Regions from separate parts of the Sus scrofa genome. Here region 1 is linked to region 2. The links are chromatin contacts, called in public Hi-C maps. All regions are on one chromosome and are shown on one strand. The core of a region is the stretch at or near the end of the contact, and the rest is flanking DNA. Distances in the headings are between cores, read along the strand shown. Region 1 has its middle 97 kb from the start of RBFOX2. Region 2 holds the start of RBFOX2 (RNA binding protein, fox-1 homolog (C. elegans) 2).

Region 1 (4,575 bases), core at 1,528-4,027, 97 kb after region 2:
GTTACCTGTTTGCACTGTTTTAAGATAGGAAAACATAGTGGGCAAGGTGAACATCCAACGTGATTTGTGTGTTTTTATTTTGTCATGCTCTTGAAAATGTTTGACCATTTGTAGTATACACCAGTGAAACTTGATTCTCTGTTGCATAAAACACTTTTTTAAAATTTTTTTTATTTTATTTTTTTGGAAATGTTACTGTCCAAAAGCCTCTTCCCTCCGTCCCCCTCTCCCCGTGTACTTCCTTCATACTTGCTTTACTGATGAGCCGGGCAATAGCCACCCGAAAGCTAGAGCGTGAAGCAGGGCCCTTTCCAAGTAGACTCCGGGTGTCCTAAGCCAGCGTGCGCCCCCTGGTTTAGTGAGTGCAGTGAGTCCCCAGCACCTGCCTTTCAAACGCGGCGTGCACACCAGCCTAGGCAAGTTCTCAAATTCCGAATCAAATGCACGAGGAGCCAGGAGCCGAGGGCTGGAGGGGATTCCTCAAGTCCTGCCAGTCGCCCGTGGTAGCTAGTTCTTCTCCCTGTTACCGGGTCTGTAACCAGTTACAGTTCACTCAGGAAAACGGTAGATCAATTCAGCCATGGTAGTGCTGGTTGGCAGGGACTGGTAACGGAGAGAACCGCTCGGCAGCCACAACTCAAACCCTGCCTTTAAGGAGACTGCCGGCCGGGGCGCTGGGTCCCCGCCTGGCAGGGACACACCCGCCGGTGTCGGGAGGGCCCAGCTCCCTGGCCAGCGAAAAGGGAGCATGGCTTCTCTTTTCTCTCCCCGCCCCCTGCCCGTTACCAACGCCAGAGTCCCAGGGGGTACAGAAGTTTTTGCATTTTTTAAACATTTTTTGGTTTGGTTTTTCCGGGGACTGATACATGCTTTAAGCAATGTCGACACCCCATCAAGACCCCCAGCCTAGTCATTTTCTTGTATTTTTTCTGTTCACAGTATTTTTGTGTGTGTGTGTGCTTGTTTTGGCAGCTCATTTTTGGCTGTATTATATATCGAGTGACGAATTGATCTTTTTTTTTTTTTTTTGGCCCCCCCTAAGGGATATGAATTGTTTCTTTCTTGTGTTATAATTCTGCTTGTGAATAGCTGGAGCAAACCTGGGACTGACACACGTAAGCCAGGGCTGCAAAGTGCCCAGAGAGCCAGTTGAGTTTCCTTGTCCCAGACAGGCGGACCTACTGAGTCTCTGAGCTTTTCAGCCCAGATCTTTGCAAGGCTAGAAATGCCACCGACCCCCCCCCCAACTTTTCCCCCCATCCCCGCCCCCATGGCAGGGATGGAACCATCCCTACATGCCACATGCAGTTTCTCCGGCCCCCTCCCGTTGCCATGGCAAAACAGGTACCTTTGGGGCACGGGGCATCACATGGGATGCTTGTGTTATCAACCACCTCACCTTCCTCCCCTCCTCACCCCCCCCCCAGAATCACTTCCTAGGACACCCGAGCTGCTTGCCCAGGGTCCTGTTTCCCTGCAGCCTCCAGAGAAGCACCCAGGGCTTTGTGACAGTCTCTACTCCCCTCCCCTTCTTGTTAAGAATCATATTGTATAGTAGCTTTCAGACCATACAGTATTCATTGGGTTATTCCTATTATTATCAAGTAGCTGGAATTGTGAAGGTCGGAGTAGTTAGAGCTTTAGCTTTTATTCCTTATTTTTTTGTATTACTATCCATGTGTATAAATTATTGATCATGTTGCTGGCTTTTATAAACTCTAAGCGAAGGAGGAGCACCGCCTCTGCCTTTGCAAATGGTAATGAAGCACTGTTTTTAAATAAAAGAGAGAAACACCATTCTCTGGCCTGCTTGTGTTGGTGCTACGAGACGTTGCCTCCTCCTGCAGCTCAAAGATGGAACTTGGATTTGACTTGTAAGATGGAAAAAAGGCGGCGAAGGCACCGCTCCCCCGAAGAGGTGAGGGGGTGGGAAACGCAGCCCAAGGCCGGGGCCTCGGCGCCCGCCCTTTGGCTCCTCCAGCCCGGGAGCTCCGGCCCTGGCAGGGGCTGCTTCCCCGCTGCTGCCTCTCAAACCTGCAGCTCCGCTTCCCCTGCATCCGCTCCTGGCGGGCGCGCCGCCACGCTCCCCAGGGGGCGCTCTCCCTGTCACCTCTGCCCCGGCTCCCACTGCCACCGAGGCTCCTGGGCCTTTGGGCTTCTTCAGCCACCCCCTCCTGCGTTCGTTTCCCTGCCAGTAATTCCCAAATCTCTGAAATTCCCCCTGAATCTCCGACTCCCAAATGCACGCAGTCACCTCTCTTCCTAGTTCCGGGCGGAGGGGTGGACCGTCCCCATCCCCCTTCTGCTACCAGACCTAGACCCCTGCTGGAACCCACTCCCGTCCCTCCCCGTCCTTCCCGTTCGGCCGGGAGAGGCGGCTTCCGTCGGGAGCTGACCCCACACCTGCGCACCCGCCGTCCTTCCCACCTTCTCGGGAGCTTGGCCCCTACGTCCCTCCCTCCTGGAGGCGAGCGTTCTCCTTCTTCTAGTCCCTGTGGCGTCGAAACCTGCAAATCATTTCGCACGATCCCAGCCCTCCCCTTCGTGACACACTTCTGGAATGCGTTTCAGCAGCCAGTTCCCGGCTCTTCGCCCCGAGGCCGCCCGGCCTCTCCCTCCAGGCCCCTGAAGCTGCCCCCTGTGACAGCGGATGGCGCTTCCCCGGGCGCCGGACCTTCCCAAGGGACGCAGATGGCGACAGGCCCAGGGGAGCGAGTCCCTCCGCTGCTGCCCGCTCCAAAGCTGGCGGGTCTGGCCTGGTCCCTTCCGCCGCAGCAGCCCCGCCTGGTCTGCTCTCCACACCCGCTGCAGTAGTAACTGGATCCTGTCCGGCCCTGTGCAAGGAGTGGTCCCCGTCCTTATTCGGGCTCTGAGGTCCTGCGGACCGCGCTCCCCGATAGTTTATCCCCCACGGGTCTCCTTGCACCAGATCGGAAGCGCCTGGAGGCCGGCTGCTTTGTTTTGTTCACTCCAGTGTCTGCAACGTACAAGCATAAATAATGCAGGGTGATACCCGCCCTCCCCGAATGGCCACCCCTGGTGATGCAGGGGATGCCGAGCGCCCCTCCCCGTGCTCTCCCACCCTCTTCATCTTCCTGGCAACCCCGTGGCAGGTGCTGGGAGGCCTCTTGCGGGTCCCCGGCGCCCAGGCTTCCTGCTGGCTGCACCAGGCAAGCCAAGCCCAGACTGCGCTTTCCCAGGACTTTTCTGGGGGTGGTGTTTACAGCGCGTAATCTTGAGGAAAGAGGGGTGTGTCCTGGGACAAAGATTCCACCTGCTCTGGAAGCATGGCTGCGCCTGGCTCAGGGCCCCTCAGCCGCAGAATGCGGGGTGCCGCACCCATTCCTCGGTATCCACAGTCCCCCCCTCCCCCCGCCTCCACCCACATATTGATTGATGCTCACGCTGTGATGGACGGGGTGATAAATTCCTCTGACTTTGCCCCTGACCCAGAGTCCATGAAACAGCAATAGCTGCAGTCAACAGCTGCAAAAGCAGCGATGGAATTCCAGACCCAGCAGTGTTATTGCACGTGAAAGAGCAGGGAGCCGAGGAGAGAGGCGATGCCCTTTCACAGGGGTGGGCAGCGGCAGAACTGGGGTGCCAGCATCCGTGGTGCCCTTCCCTTCAGAGCGCTGGTATTACTAGGGCTTCCCAGGCAGAAACCCGAGAGCTGGCATTTGGTCCTCTCTCTAGCTGCCCCCCCAGCCCCTTTTATAGGGTCTTCTTCCTCCACCTCTTCCCTCAGAAGGGTTCCCCAGGTAGAACTCGCTCCCTCCAGTCCCCTGAAAAGGCCAATTCTGCCTTGAGACTAAAGGCAGAGTCCATAAAGCTCTGCAAAGTCTAGGCCTGCCCAGCTGCCATCCCAGGCTCCTAACATTCAATATGTTGGCATCATCTTTCTATCCAACTCTTCATTTCCCTCGATCGGTAAAGTGGGGCAAGAGTTAACAATAACCATGTTAAAACACTAAAGGATAAAGAAAGAAAATGGGGGGAAAAATCTTGCTCAAAAGAAGGTGCCCCACCCCCTTTGCCTTGGGCGTGTGCAGATTCTTGGTCACCTTTTGCTCTTGCATTGGCTGGTTCTCCTGAGCCCAGCGCCGGATTCTAACAGCACCCCTGGAGTTCTCTGGTAGCCTAGTGGTTAAGGACGCATAGGCGTTTTCACTGCTGTGGCCTGGGTTCGATCCCTGGCCCAGGAATTTCCACAGACCTGGAACATGGCCAAAAAATAAAAATAATAGTCCCTCTGTGACTCAGCAGTTAATGAACCCGACTAGGATCCATGAGGATGCTGGTTCAATCCCTGCCCTTGCTCAGTGGGTTAAGGATCTGGCGTTGCTGTGAGCTGTGGTGTGGGTCGAAGACGCAGCTCGGCTTGGACCCTGAGTTGCTGTGGCTGTGGAGTAAGCCAGCAGCTGTAGCTCCAATTCGACCCCTACCCTGGGAACCTCCACATACCTCCAGTGTGGCCCTAAAGTAGAAAAATAATAATAAAAATAATAGCAAGATCCCCCTGTGGCACAGAGGGATCGGTGGCATCACTTCTGCAGCGTCAGGATGCAGGTTCAA
Region 2 (4,282 bases), core at 913-3,412:
CTAGATTTTTTGCATGTGGGAATCCCTCATTTTTATTTTCTAAAAATCTCGTCTTGGGCCTTTGTTTCTTTTCATACGAATGGAGGCTTGCAAGCCTCCAGAGAGCCATGGCTTGCAAAGCAGCGTATGTGTGTGTGTGGTGGGGAGTGGGGGAGTCTGTCTTCTTGATGCTCCAGGTCTTTTGCCCCTCACACTATCCTGGACCAGTGGATTCAAAGAATGGTATACAGTTCATTTCAGTTTCTTGTATTAGAAATGAAAATGTAAATAATTATCCCATAAATATGATTTAGACTTTCCCAAAAATACACTGCGTTTCCCTGATTTCCAGCGAAATTTGCATACCTCTTTTTTTGTCTTTAAAATTTTTGACTGCATTTTATATCCAAATGGACTTGTCAGTTGCACATGCAGAGAATGTAATATGTACTGTCTTCCAGATGATTTCTAAAAACTTTAATTAAGAATAAACCTAGTTCTGATTTATTTCTTTTAATGTTTTTTTTTTCTGGTGGTTAAAGATCCCATCCTTTTGTACATATTTCTTTACACATTATGGATTATACTAAAAGTACACAGATAGCTGTAAAATGCCCAGAATAGTGCCTGACATATTATAGGTTCACAGTACCCAGGTTCTCCAGGTTCTCCAGATCATTTGGTAGTTGCTGTATTCTTTTCAAAATTATTAAAATGACTATTAATTCGAATGGGAGCATGATGATGTTATATTGGCACTGGGCCAACCAACATTATTATACCACACACTAAAAGCCAAACAGTCCTCATTGAGACAGCAAAAAAATGATGTCTTCTCAGTGTGATTTGTGATTTTTAATTTTGATTTTTTTATGTGTTTACTTTTTAAATAGGCATCTTAATCTAGAATTAATTTCTTTGCTCTTTGGGTACTCTACTAGGGATTATAACATAATAAATATAGCATAACTAAGAAATGTAATAAAACCTTCAGGATTTTATTTCTTAGAATACTAAAAAAAAATGAGAGCATCTTTATGTTTGAGAAGAACATCATAAACTCATCAAACATTCCCATAGGTTACTTTGTTTGAATATTTAATAACAGAAAATAGGGAGATTATGATGCTTATATTCAGAGGTTAAAGACTTTTCCAAGATCACTTATAAAGGGGAGAATTAGGACTTTGACCAGGACTTTTGGACTGAATCATACCTTTGATGCTTTTTTTCATTACGACTTTTTACTAAGAGAACTTAGAAGAAACTCTTATATTCAGTGAACATTCTCCCAAACCTTCTGCATCTAATAAGCACTCTAGAGTAACGGTCAGTAGTTACAGTAATGGCACAAATGTCATGGTATATATGTCAGTGTCTGTAAGAAAGGGTTTATGTTTTTCAGTAGCAGCTGAGATGCAGAAGGCTGGGGAACACAAAGGGCACATTCTGAGTTAACTACAGTTTTTAATAAAGCTGGAAGCCTTGAGCAGTCCAATTTGTATCCACCTTAAGTTTCTTAAGCAATCACCTTTTTCAGATCCCCCTGATTTTTTTTTACAGTAGAAAAAATAAGCTCTTAAATTACCTCCCTTCTTTTTCAGTCCTTTGCAGCCATTAGACTGGTTTAGGACAAGCAGGTTCTTGCATATTTCCATTCCTTGAAAACCTTCCAGTCACGGAGCAGCTTTTCTCATCTTTTATTAAATCCACTGCATCTGTAGACTGTACATCAGTGGAAATGTTTTTTTAAAAATAATTTCTCTTTCATTTATTTATTATCAGATATTCTTAGATGGAATATTTTAAATCTGTATTAACTGTGGTAAGCTGCCGTGAATACTTCCTGTGTATATAATTAATGCCACCATCGCAGATACTCACTCCTTAAAATATGCCTGCACATGGCGCCTGCCCTTCCCTCTCTCCCCCTCCTTCCCTCCTCCTCCCTCTCTCCTCCCTCTCTCTCTCTCTCTCTCTCTCACTCACACACACACACACACACACACACACACACCACGCACGCACGCGCAAAGCACACACCAAACTGCCATTCTCCAGCAGGCCTGTTTCTGGAGTTGGGAGATGTCAGCCTGCGGGGAGGGGGCGGGGGGAGGAGGAAGAGGTGGGGCTCTACTCTGATTAATTACCTTCGGCATTCAGGGGTGGGGCTTCCTTCAGCCATCTGCCTGAGATATGGGAGGGAGCTGGAGAAAGGAGGAGGGGGAGAGACTGCCAGAGAGGAAGAGAAAAGAAAGGAAGAAACACTAGAAAGAAAAAGGAAGGAAAACGGGATAGAGGGAGAGCAACCGCCCACCCTTAAAGAGCTAGGCTGGGGGGGGAGGGGGGAGGAAGGAGAGCCGTGGAAGGTGTGCCCCAGCACGACTGCTCTGAAGTGTTCATCTTCTGTGCCATTCGGTTTATGGAGAAGAAGAAAATGGTAACTCAGGTAAGATTTGTGTTTCCTCCTGTGTTTCTTTTCTTGTTTCTGAGATCTAAATAAAGATATGGGGGTGGGGCATAGTCACCAGAGTTTTAATTTATTAACCTTTTAGAAAGGGACAGAATTATTGCTAGCAGCTGAAAAGTGTTCGTCTGTGCCTGTCGTGAGTCGTGTGTGTGTGTGTGTTGTGTCCGTATCCTTTTTTCTCCCCCCCTCCCCAGCTCCGTAGCAGATTCCTGTTTCCTGTGCTGTGCAGCTGGAGCTCAGTTAAGACCCTGTGGGGATTGGTCTACCTCTTTGTCTTGGTTCTGAGGAGAGGGAGGGAGGGAGGGACCACAGAGGTAGGGAGAGATTCTTGTAGACTGCCAAAAAGAGGGCAAGGGAGCTCACTTCCTTTTAAGAATTGCAGAAGAATTTGCGTTAGAGGGAAATCTCATTCCGGATTCACTTCGGGTTCTCGGGATTGGCTGTGGAATTGTAGTTCTGCTCCCTTTGCTTTAAATGGCTTATTAAAAATGAAGGCTGGAAAAATGTTTCATTTTCGTGTCTTTGTTACTGGCAGAGGATGTTTTCAGTGAGAGCCGTAGCATCCAGGTGCAGCAGAGCCCTCCCTGGCAGAAGAACAAGTCTGAATGTATAAATGACAGTCCACGGGCATTAAAAGACATCTGAAGGAGAGGGAGTAGGAAATGAAAGCGCGCTCTCTCTCTGTCTGTCTCTGCCTGTCTTTGGCTATGCCAGGCAATAGCTGCATTTTAGCAAGTCATTCCTGACAGATGGAAAGGTGAATATTCTTCCCTGATTTCCCCCGGCAGTGCTCTTTTTCTTCTTGGCAACCTTCTGTATGTCCCTTTATGCTTTTTTCTTTATATGTGGGTTGAGAGACTGATTTATCAATGAGGATTATTTGCATTGTGGCACATTCATGTCATTTAAGCTCAGACTTAGGATCAGTTTCACTCCAGGCTTTTATGCTCTGTAGGGAAATTTCATCACTGGACAGTGGTTTTCCTTTTAAGGAGGTTGCCTTTTTTTTTTTTTTTTTTTTTTTTTTTTTTTTTTTAATATTCTCTTGTCTCGTTTCTTAAGTCACCACCGGAGGGCGAGAGAGTCAGCTGGCTATCTGGGTAGAGCATCATTTTAGGAGCTGGAACCCTGTCCAGTTAAATGTTATATAATGCCCCGCAGTGCTGTTTGGAAGGAGGTAAGGCGTTAGGGAGATTTTCCCAATGTGACCTAGAGGAAAGGGAAGTTTCAAAGAATAATATCTTTCCAAAGTCAGTTTTTTTTGTTTTAGCAGTTGCTCTTCCACTTTCTTATCCCTTCATCGTTAGCCTGATTAACTCGTTAATCAAAACATTGCTCTGCCTTTTAAAAAAGAGAAAACGTGTTTCTGGCTTGTCTTTGTTGCTTGGGAGACAATACTTCTTAACCCGGGAGCCCACATCCAGCTTTCCTTAACTGCCATATTAGAGGGTACAAGCGCTCTTTCTCAGCTACTACCAAAGCCTTTTCAACTACTTAACTTTCCATTATAGATGTTTTTAAATCAGTGAAAGAGTTATCTAAGCTAGGACTTTTTAGAATCAGAGGCTTTCCATGGCCTGTTGGAGCATTTCCCCTGAGTTCTAGAAGAGCAAGTGTGTACAAGCCCAAGTTAGGGTGCACAAGCATTTGCACACCTAGTATTGTGCGCTTAATAATCAGTATTGAAGGAAACTATAATTTTAGGAACGAAGCAGAAGAGATAAGTAGGAACTGGGAAGAGGGATTTCTTTTTTTTTTTTTTGGTGGTTAAGAATTCTAGTAGATTAAAATCATGATTTTCTCAGTGCGTGTGAAGGCTGAAGAAGTAACTCA

Evidence for each region. A called contact is a pair of places that touch in the nucleus more often than the background predicts.
Region 1: a contact with region 2 is called in a Hi-C map of fetal skeletal muscle, with 1.8 times the contacts expected there. The contact joins the enhancer-like site here to the promoter of RBFOX2 in region 2. A contact is called at or near these places in 5 of 47 Hi-C or Micro-C datasets (alveolar macrophages, embryonic fibroblasts, fetal liver and 1 more) and 1 of 2 datasets of contacts at active chromatin or transcription factors (skeletal muscle).

Annotation. Positions count from the first base shown.
Region 1 is chr5:11,903,529-11,908,103 of Sscrofa11.1, forward strand. It overlaps a transcript of RBFOX2 not described here. Among named protein-coding and RNA genes, the nearest start is that of RBFOX2, 97 kb to the left of the region's middle. Within about 2 kb of position 2,778, at least 34 of the 83 cell types and tissues checked have an H3K27ac peak or open chromatin away from gene starts, as enhancers often do. A contact at or near this core is called in fetal liver, fetal skeletal muscle and skeletal muscle, where this site is marked.
Region 2 is chr5:11,806,988-11,811,269 of Sscrofa11.1, forward strand. It overlaps RBFOX2 (RNA binding protein, fox-1 homolog (C. elegans) 2), which reads left to right and starts at 2,163. Exons shown (of 13, transcript NM_001244837.1): 1 at 2,163-2,428. The coding sequence starts at 2,402.